Linked DNA regions of Mus musculus: region 1 is linked to region 2. Evidence: chromatin contacts called from public promoter capture Hi-C data. All regions are on one chromosome and are shown on one strand. The core of a region is the stretch at or near the end of the contact, and the rest is flanking DNA. Distances in the headings are between cores, read along the strand shown. Region 1 holds the start of Serpinb1b (serine (or cysteine) peptidase inhibitor, clade B, member 1b). Region 2 has its middle 30 kb from the start of Serpinb6b.

Region 1 (5,230 bases), core at 335-2,834, 150 kb after region 2:
CACCTGGTCAGTGTGGCAGCTGAATGAATGGACTGTCTAAAGATCCTTGGGTGGGAACAAGGACTCAATGGAAACAACTTGATGTCTAATGGGGACATATACTGGTTATTTGAGTGGAGATTGGGAATTCATGACCAGCCTTAAAAGAACAATGTTGTTCTTTTAAGATCTTAGGGGACTTCCTTCGCTGGGAACAGTAATTTTCCTTCCATGACACTGAACTCACTCCCATGCAACATGTTAAGTCTGCATACTATGTACTCTCTCATCAATGGCTTTATTGAAGGAGAGAACATGGCTCCAACAGGAACTGAAGATGGTACATCAAATGACCTGCTAGTGGGATGACACTATTTGACTAGGGCGCATGCACATCAAACCCTGCACTTGCAGCAGAAGGAAGTGCCCTGCAGCAGTGCTGAGGGACAATAAGCTTGGCTGTAGAGCTGGACAGGACAGCTTCCTGACTACCATGCTTTGGTGTGCCAGCCATTCTTCCACCTCTGCTCTTTAGAGCACACATCTTGGGGTTGCTTGTAGCTCTGTTCTTCCAGTGGCCCAAATGGGAGCTCTGACCCTGCCTTGGTGAAGAAGCCTCCTCTGACGCCTTCCTTTAAGGAATACCAATGGTGGCTAAAAGAAACAGGGATTCCAGATGCTCAGTCCACTCAGTACTAGCAGGGCCACCTGATCATTCATGGTAATGGGAGACACTACCAGAACTGTCAGGTTTGTACAGAATGTGATTACCCTTACTGGGCTGCAGTGGTCAGTAAAGTGAATGAGATGAGGTCATGTTCCATGTGGGATAAACATGGTTAGTAGACTGCACCAGGTGATGGGGGAAAGGAGAGAAAAAGATGTGAGAGGGGAGGGGACCAGGAGAAGGGACCAAGAGCGAAGAGAATCAAGATAGCCAAGAGAGCAAATGGCCAAAAATGGCAGGGTTACATAGGAAAGAGAAGCTTGCAGAAGAGTAGCCAGGGCCCCAGGGAGGAGATGTTTAGTTCAGGGGAGAGGTGAGAAAAACTGAGAAGAGCTACAGGTACTGATGGAAGATAGAAGCCAGAATGAATTTTGGTGTGCTAATAGGTACCACAGTTAGCCAGTTGCTTCTTTGGAACCCAACATAAAGGACTTTTTTTCCTCCTCCTCCTCCTCCTCCTCCTCTTCCTCTTCCTCTTCCTCCTCCTCCTCTTCCTTCTCTCTCTCTCTCTCTCTCTCTCTCTCTCTCTCTCATACATAGGTGTAGCTAGAAACTGGAGCACTGTGACCTTATTCAAGGGGCCACAAAGGTGCCTCTACACCCCCATGCACACACCTTACAAAAAAGGATCTCTAGCATTTTTGCAGTCTTTCAGTGGAATTCAAAAAGGAATCATTTGATTGGTAATGAGAATGTTTTTCCTCTCGGCTTTTCACAGCTCAGGAAGGAGTAATTTATCAAGTACTCTGCTTGGAGAAGTAGAGCATAGCCTGGAATGGAGGAACATGGATCCCTGTGGGCGCTTGCAATCTTCTGCTTTCATTTTGTCAGTCATGCAAGCACAGTTTTAAGTACTCACCAGGGGAGAAAAAGCTCTCTTCCCAGCTTGTGCTTGCCAGTAAGACACTCTCCTTTCAGAGTCAAGGCTGCAGCTGGCCTTGGGAGCTTCTTCCTAGGTCTCTAGCAAGTGGAGCCAGAGCTGCTACAGAGGAGGTAAGGGCCATGGGCAGCATCCCAGGAAGGTGGTTGGCAAGAGGGTGGGAGACCTCTCTGCACGTCCTCCTGGGACCTGCATGCTCTCCCCATGCCTCACCCTCACCCTAGTTGTGACACCAGACCAAGAAAGGCGATGTGGTTCCCCAGCCACATCCAAAGCCAAGCCTTTGGCCAGAGGAAGGAAGGCTGTCCCAGTCATGGTTTTGCTTTTGTTTTTCCCCTCAGCTTGCTTTTTGAACCTCTATCTGAGAGGACAGTGCCCTGCTGCTCCATAGCTTCAATCCTGGCTGCAGGGATGGAGGTTGGGAAGGAAGCTGGTGAGATCCTAGATCCTCAAAAATGATAACTGGATGTAGCCCTGGTAGCTAAACATCCACAGATACACAGCTGTGAATGGCCTGTACTTGGACAAACTGGAGTTCTGAGTTTAGGATCCAGATGGATTAGGAGTGAGTCCCAAGCAGGACTTGCTTACCCACTTCAGGGACCAGCTTCCTTCCAAATAGACACAGGAGAGTGTCTCTCTTCCCTGTCACCCATAGCCTGACTAGGGAGAGTGAGTGGCAAACCCAAATTTGCATATTTCATTCCAGCTGAGACTAAAGCCTTGACCTCAGGCATGGAGGACTGTAACCACTGAGAACTAATATGATAACATTGTTATCTTACGAGAATTCTCCTGTATGCAGAGTAGGTCCATATGGTTTTCTGGATTCATTGCACAGATGAATTCGAACCTGACATCCCACAGGGAGAGAGATGTGTGAGCTCCAGACAGAAGGCTGTGTAGTGTGGGCACTGTGCCAGGACCACCAGCATAATTTCTCCTAAGACACACCTGTCTAGAAAGTTAGAGCCATAAGACAACCTTGGCCCTGGGCCATGTCACTGCTCATATCTGGCCCCAGCTTTGTGTGCCTAGAGGAGTATTCTTGCCTCTTTGGAAAAATTGGAGGGAGCCGGATTAACCTACTGCAGGTGCTAGGGGTGGGTGGCAAAGCTGTGATAGGTGTTGGTAGTGTTGTAGCTGGCAAAGCTGATCTCCTGTCTGTTGCAGCCTTCACCATGGAGCAGCTGAGTTCAGCGAACACCCTCTTCACCTTGGAGCTGTTCCACACACTGAAGGAAAGCAGCCCCACAGGAAACATCTTCTTCTCTCCATTTAGTATTTCTTCTTCCTTGGCCATGGTCTTTCTGGGAGCCAAAGGCAGCACTGCAGCCCAGCTCTCTAAGGTTAGCAGAGGCCAAACTGGCCAGCTCTCCCTGCCATATCTCTGCTGACATGGTGCAGTCAGACTTTCACAAAAGCCCTCCCCTCCTCCTAATCCCTCTGCTCCTTCCATCACTGCCCGCACCACCCCAACCCCCCAAAAACCTTCAGTTATTCATTCACCGGCAGCTTCGAGTGAACATAGGGTAGTGTCTCTGTTCACTTGGGGAAACAGAGTGAAGAAAAACAAGGACAAGACCTGTGGGCTTTGAGTGCCTCCTACTTCCATGAGTAAATTGTGTAAGCCCTGCACTTCCTCAGAGCTATGGGTTTCCTGTTTTCCTTTTTGAATGGATCATCACTGTTTATGAAACATGCCTGTAATTCAGTGTCTGTTAGCAATTCCTCTAGGCTCTGCCCAACAGTTGCCTAGCAACAGCCAGATTTGGAGCCTGGCTCCAGTGTAAATCTGTTGGGCTCTTGGCTCTTGTGCCCTCTCCCTCTCCCTCTCCCTCTCCCTCTCCCTCTCCCTCTCCCTCTCCCTCTCCCTCTCCCTCTCCCTCTCCCTCTCCCTCTCCCTCTCCCTCTCTTTCCCTCTCCCTCTCCCCACCTCTCTGTCTCTCTTTACAGTGTCTCTTCCCCTTTCTTTCTCTCATCTCTCTCTTTCTGTCCTTCTCTGTCCCTCTTTTTCTCTGCCTCTACCTCTTTCCAAATCTCCCATCTGCTCCCTGGCTCCCTTCCCCCCTACACTCCCTTTTTTATTAGGATTGTCACATGGCTAATACCTACTGGGGAACATATTGACAGGGATTGCTGCCACTCTTTTATAAAACATAACAATGCTAACTTCAGGCATATAGATATGGGAACAAGCTACAGGAGGCAGCTTGGTGGTGGTACCCATTGTAGGGACAAGGTAAAAGATAGCCATTTGTCTGTGTTTCCAGGCTTAACCCTGTGCCTTTCTCCAGCCTGATTTGACTGGCTGTGGGTCTGCAGGATTAGCAATGGGAAAGTAAAAGTGGCCTGGTCAACAGAACCTACATCCTCTCACCCCACCCCTGGGAGACAACAGGTCACCTTTGCCCCCCTCCCCATTCTTCCTTAATGGGTGTGGGGTGCTCTCGGTGTTCCTTAATTCTGAGAGGACAATTCTTGCCACCTTTGGAAGTCTAGGCAGGAGTGGGCAAAGTGTTTCCTTATTGATCTGCCTGGCTACTTTGTACCTGCTGCTTATTGCTTCTCATAGGTTATGTTTGCTTCAATGTTAAGGTTTTACTGCTGACAACTTCAGGAAACAATAATGTTAATGTCCTTTCCTCCCCATTTCAGTGCAAGTGCATTCTAACAAGCATATACCTCAGAGATTAGCACAGACTGTGGACCTTGTATGCTTTTTTGTATTTTGTGTTCTAGAAGTGAGTAACCAGCCCAGACCTCACACAACCATCAGAGGCCTCTTGACATACAACAGACGGAAGAGGAAATAAGCTCTCACCAGGATAAACTTATGGAAGTTATTTCTCTAGGGAATGAGGTGTGGACCTCAGTAAGATAACCAAAGAAGAAGGCCTCAGTCAGTCCTACATTTTCATTCTCACAGATGGATTGAGTCTTATTTACACAGTACAGTTCTGAGACTTTTAATTTTTGTTTTAGCAACTTTGTATATGACACAGAATATAAACATGAGCATACCACTTAAATCATTTATGAAAAAAATCAGATATAAATATTTAGTGTTTTAACCATTCACATTTGGGGAACTATTAAAAATATTGAGAAACCATGTCTAATTATAATGTCTCACTGAGTCATACATTTCTGGTTGTACTTGGATTGTTCTGCCAATGTCATGTTAACAAAATATTAGGCTGTAGATACTTGATATTAGGAAAAAAAATATTTGGTGGAACCAGACACCAAGGGGTTACTTCAGAACTTTGAAACAGACAATTGTATAAAGCATGTTTTCCTTCCTTTAGACTCTTCATTTTGACTCTGTTGAGGACATCCATTCATGCTTTCAAAGCCTGACTGCTGAAGTGAGCAAGCTGGGAGCATCTCACACTCTGAAACTTGCTAACAGACTGTATGGAGAGAAAACCTACAATTTCCTTCCTGTAAGTACCTAACTCTTCACATTCTGAAACTTCCTGAAGTGACACAGACTATTCCTGGCATGGACATGTTGCAAGACATTCAAACAAACAAACAAACAAACAAACAAACAAACAAAACACAAAATGCATGTGGGACTTTCATCTCAGTCACTCTAATGAAAGGATCCCTCCTGCATGTCTTATTAAAGCACAAGC
Region 2 (5,137 bases), core at 1,104-3,603:
TGGTGTTCTATAGGCTTCTTGTACATTTATGGCCATTTCTTTATTTAAGTTAAGGAAGTTTTCTTCTATATTTTTGTTGAAGATGTGTTCTAGCCCTTTGAGCTGGGAATCATCACCATCTTCTATTCCTATTTTTCATAGGTTTGATCTTTTCATTGTGCCCTGAATTTTCTGGAAATTTTAGGTTAGGAGCTTTTTCCACTTTGTGTTTTCTTTGACCAATGTGCCAATATCTTCTAGGACTGAAATTCTCTCTTCTTATCTCTTGAATTCTGTTGTTGATGCCTGCATCTGTAGCTCCTCACCTCCTCCCAAAGTTGCCTATCTCCAGGGTTGCCTCTATTTGTGTTTCCTTTATTGTTTCTATTCCTTTTGAGGTCTTGGACTGTTTTGTCCAATTCCTTCACCTGCTTGATTGTATTTTCTTGTATTTCTTTAAGGGATTAATTTGTTTCCTCTTTAAGGGCTTCTATCTGTTTGCCTGCATTTTCCTGTATTTTTAAAAGGAGTTATTCATATCCTCCTTAAGGTCTCAATCATCTTCATAAAATAGGACTTTAGGCTAGAATCTTGCTTTTCAGGTGTGTTATGGTACCCAGGACTTGCTGAGGTGAGAGAACTGGGTTCTGATGGTGCCAACTTGCATTGGGTTTTGTCCCTTATGTTCTTGTATTTGCCTCTCACCATCTAGTTATCACTAATGTTAACTGGCCTGGGTGCCTCTGACTGGAGCCAGCCTCCTTGGAGGCAGGTAGTGCTCTGTGACATGGGTTACAGCTGGAATCCTGGAAGGCAGGCATTGCTGTCTCTGATTAGCAGAGGGCAGGGGAGGGGGAGCTCCTGTGTGTCTCTGGTTAGAGCAGGCCTCCTGTGTCCTGACTTAGGGCAGACTTCTTGTATTCCTGGCCTGGGTGAATTTCCTGGGAGACATGTAGGCTCTGGTCTCCAGGGGCAGGATCTGCCCCAGTTACAGATGGAGGTGTAAACTGGATTGTGCCCCTTATTAATGTAAACCTCATGTGTTCCTGGATATTCTAGACTTCCTGGGAGTCAGGCAGGCTGTGGCCCTGGTTACTGTGGACCTCCTGGAAAGGAGGCAGGTTGTAGGGTGTGGGAGGGTATTAGGTCACTGATCTGACCAGGGTGGGGAGGCAGACCAGAAGGAAGGTGGAGCTTGCCAGGGCAGATAGGTCCTGTGTCCACTGGGCTCTGTGGGTATCCCAGCTGACATGGGAATTTGGGTGGGAGTCTCATCAGTGTCCCTGATTACTGTGGACCTACTGAGTGGCAGGCAGCCTATAGGATGTGGGAGTATATCAGGCCCACTGATTTGGCCTCTTATGAAAATTTATGCAAGTAAAGCAGCTATCTCTCTCTCTATTATCTCTCTTGACATTGTCATTTCCATTCCTTTAAGTAACTAGGAGAACAATGTACTAACATTTTGTATGCTTATACACCATCTTTTAACTCTCTAACCTTTGTTTCCTCGTCCTAGCAAGTCCATGGCCTTACATACTTTCCTTCTTATACTACTTATTTCTAAATCCTTTACAAGGCTTTCTCCTTTAAAATAAACCCATCTATCATTTGCTTGCTTTCTATAGATTCCTTCTTTTCCTATCCATACCTTTTTCTTGAGACCACTTTAGCTTTCTATCCTTGATGTCCTCAAATTTACCCTGGCTAATTAATGCATCAGTTATTGGACCAGAGGGTCCATGAATCTCTTCATAATTTCAAAATCAAGGCCAGGAATGGCAATGAACTATTGGTACAAAGGACAATGTAGGCTTTTATGGCCTCTGGAGTTATGTTGTCTAGATCCTTTCTAATGGCCCTAAAGGCCAAGTAGAAGGCCTGTTTCTCATCCTCCACAGCCTCAGGACCACCTCCATTCCTAATTCTTGAGAACTCCATTTAATGTAATGGGAGGAAGTATATTCTCCAGAAATAGAAATAGGAAGTAAAATAGAAGAGAAAGTAGATCAGTTTCAGGCCAGCAGCAACCACAAGCACAGGTGAGGATCAAAGAGTGATGCTTCAGGGGCAGGAATTGTGTCACACCTCCCCTTATGCAGGCATGCTGACTAAGCCTACTTAGTGATTTATTATCTTTGTTTAAAAACACACCACGTCTAATCTTCATGAGAAGGCTGTGTTTCCCAGGGGGTACACAGGCACAGTGCTAAGCAAGTCTCCTTTGTCAGGACAGGAAACCTGAGCCCCTTGACAAGTCATCTGTGCCCAAGGGCTCTTCTCAATGGAAGCAAATATTACTGACAACAGATGACAGGAAGGAGAAGGCAGAAGTTCAACTCACTAAAAATATATACTTGACTCAGAATACTCACATGATGTGAAAAAAGAGAAGTTCTCTTGCCTGTTGCAGGTGACAAGGAGTGAGAAGTGGGGGAGTCATATGTCCCCTTTGCCAAAGACATGCTAGAGCAGCTCTATCTCCCTCATGCCCTCAGGGCTGACTCACCTCCTCCCTTGCCCTAGAATATGCTCTACTATACTGCCCAGGTGAGGGGCAGGGCCAGGTCTCCTGAGTGTGGTGGCTGGCAAGGGGTGGGGTCAGCTCAGCACAGAGATGCATCTGCATGGTCCTTAATGGTAACAAGGACCTGTTCCATCAACACAGACCCCAGCTTCCCTAGGACCAGACATGGCCCCCAGATGCAGCATGGGTTTGGATGTCCTCATGGCCTAACGTGGTAGTGTGGTCTACACAGATCACATGTCCTTTCATGGCAACCTGGCTCTTAGACACCTATATAGTCTCTAGTTGCAACCCAGATCATGGACATCTGCTTGGCCTTTGGTAGTAACTCAGGCACCACAGACATAGACACAGACTCCAGATGCAACAGGACTATGCACTCAAACATGATCCTTGGTGGCAGCTCCAGCCAGGTCCTCACCATAGCCTTCTCATGTGTTCCTGCCTCACTTCTTTCCAGTTCCACATTTCTTCACAGTGTACAAATACCTCAGCTTCACGTTTTAATACATCTCTCCACCGCTTACTCCATATTTCCTATATCTGCATCACACATTCACATATTGGGACTCACAGAGCACTGGGAGGAACAGATGAGAGTAAGACACCCAGCATTGACACCTGCCCCCTATATAAAAAGAGCTATACAAAGGCATGTAGACACACACACACACACACACACACACACACATGATATACATGAGCATACATGTTATATACATACATAAGATCTGTATAAGTGTTTATTTTAGTGAACCTGAACCTAGAAAAGACCATGAGGACCAATTAGGGAGAAGTCTCTCTACACATGTATGGCCTCGTGGACTGTGTTTGGAGATGACGAGACCGAGCACTTATACCTGAAAGGATCTTCATGAGAAAGAAAGTCCTGGCAGACCACAGAGCAACAGTGATGACTTCCCACTGTGAAGCTCTATGCTGAAGGTTCTTTTCTCAGGCAAATGGCTCCTGCCTGTCCTGGAATCCTCTGAGGTCAGGAACCAATTCCTAATCTCCTGGAATGCTCTCAGGATGCTTGTTAAAAATAATAAACCCAATGCCCAGTCAGCAAGTGGATTAGCTACACACATTTGCCCCTTACAGTATTTAGCTAATGCAAGGAAGGTTGGACAAAATTAAGAGCAAGAGTTATCCTTCCTTCCCATTGAATAATTACCAAGTCTGTTGCTCTAAAAATATGATAGATCTCAGCAAATTCTTTCAAATAATCTCAACATCTTTTCTTACCTTTCAGTATTTGGGATGGAACCTAAGTTATAACCCTAACAATACCCTTCCTCCACCTTTTAATTTTTTTTTTTTTAATTTGAAACTGCTTTTCCCAGGCTAGAGGCAGACTTGGGATCCTCCCATGTCAGTGTCCTTAATAGCTGTAATTAAAGGCCTTTGCCACCAGGTACTATTGTATGTAATTTAAAAACCACTGTTACTTTGGCTAAGCTTTGGGACTAACAGTCACTTATCTGCCATCTAGTCAACCCCCATGCCTAGGTAATACTTTCTGGAGATCCTGGCTATGCCCAGAGAACAGACCCTGCCATGTTGCCAGCTGGTGTTTTCCCGAAACTGCCCTTTCCTCTGGCTGGCTTTGCAACCATCCCTCCTGAGAATGCCTGGAACTACTGCTTGTGGTCCACTGGCCATTCACCCCCTTTTACTGGGACTGCCTTGTGGCTGTACACTCTCTCTTGCTCACCTGAATTGCCACTGATAGAAACGCCAGGCAAACTTAATATTTAAAATCAACTAGATGACACAACTGCTGGTCATGGAATCTATCATCCTAGGCTCATCAGGTATCCTATGTTGGAATACCTCCAGTGATGGAGTCCACCACTGGGTCTAACAGCCCCCAGCCTACACGGTGTCCATCTTCTCCACTCCTCAGCCTGGCTGAAAAAACCTCCCCTCCTCCCATATATTCTTCCCTCCTCTTCCTTTCTGGGACCTGGAAATCCTGCCTCTATATCGTCATCCAGAGATTGGCTTCTGCCATCTTTATTTAGCCAATGAAATAATTAGGGAACCTCCACCTACACCTCACCTTTTCTGTCCAATAAAAGCAACAACAACAACAACCTCTTCTCCCTGATATAAATGAAAAAAAAATCATGACAAGTAAGTTACACTGTATGAGGTACAAATAACATCCTGTCAATTTGTCAATTTAGATAAAGTACTCTACCATCTATCCTAACTTAAAAGGCTTACTATTCTACACCTGAGCTATGTCCTGGGTAAGGCTTGTATACCATCTGAAAATAACCTCTCAAATCTATATCATCTCTCTCAATGCTAAAGAGCTTGGATGGCTATGAGACTACAACAAATCTTCAACCCTGCCAGAAATCCAAGAGGGACATAAATATTACCTGAAAAATATAGAAAGCACTAACATAGCTTCCAAAACTAAAACAAATTGCAGAGACAGCTGTCTACCTCATAGTCCCATATTCCTCAAAACGTTGGAGCAATTGTGTTCAGCCTTCTGGCCCAGAACATCAGACAGACCTGAACTGACACGGTAATTCTCATGCAGGACCAACTTATTCTTTCTTGGCTGAACTAAGCTGTCACCTATCATGCGTCTTGACTTCTTTCACAGACAGT

Evidence for each region. Promoter capture Hi-C pulls out the DNA fragments that hold promoters and counts their contacts.
Region 1: a promoter capture Hi-C map of macrophages shows a contact between it and region 2, with 6 read pairs. The contact joins the promoter of Serpinb1b here to the enhancer-like site in region 2. A contact is called at or near these places in 6 of 39 promoter capture datasets (the 3T3-L1 cell line, embryonic stem cells, hippocampal neurons and 3 more), 2 of 484 Hi-C or Micro-C datasets (3T3-L1-derived adipocytes and bone marrow-derived macrophages), 8 of 115 datasets of contacts at active chromatin or transcription factors (CD8 T cells, bone marrow-derived macrophages, cardiomyocytes and 4 more) and 5 of 9 other capture datasets (adipose tissue, embryonic stem cells, liver and 2 more).

Annotation. Positions count from the first base shown.
Region 1 is chr13:33,082,519-33,087,748 of GRCm38.p6, forward strand. It overlaps Serpinb1b (serine (or cysteine) peptidase inhibitor, clade B, member 1b), which reads left to right and starts at 1,585. Exons shown (of 7, transcript NM_173052.2): 1 at 1,585-1,699; 2 at 2,760-2,935; 3 at 4,898-5,035. The coding sequence starts at 2,768.
Region 2 is chr13:32,932,783-32,937,919 of GRCm38.p6, forward strand. It overlaps a transcript of Serpinb1c not described here. Among named protein-coding and RNA genes, the nearest start is that of Serpinb6b, 30 kb to the right of the region's middle. Within about 2 kb of position 2,354, at least 60 of the 459 cell types and tissues checked have an H3K27ac peak or open chromatin away from gene starts, as enhancers often do. A contact at or near this core is called in CD8 T cells, bone marrow-derived macrophages, macrophages and 1 more, where this site is marked.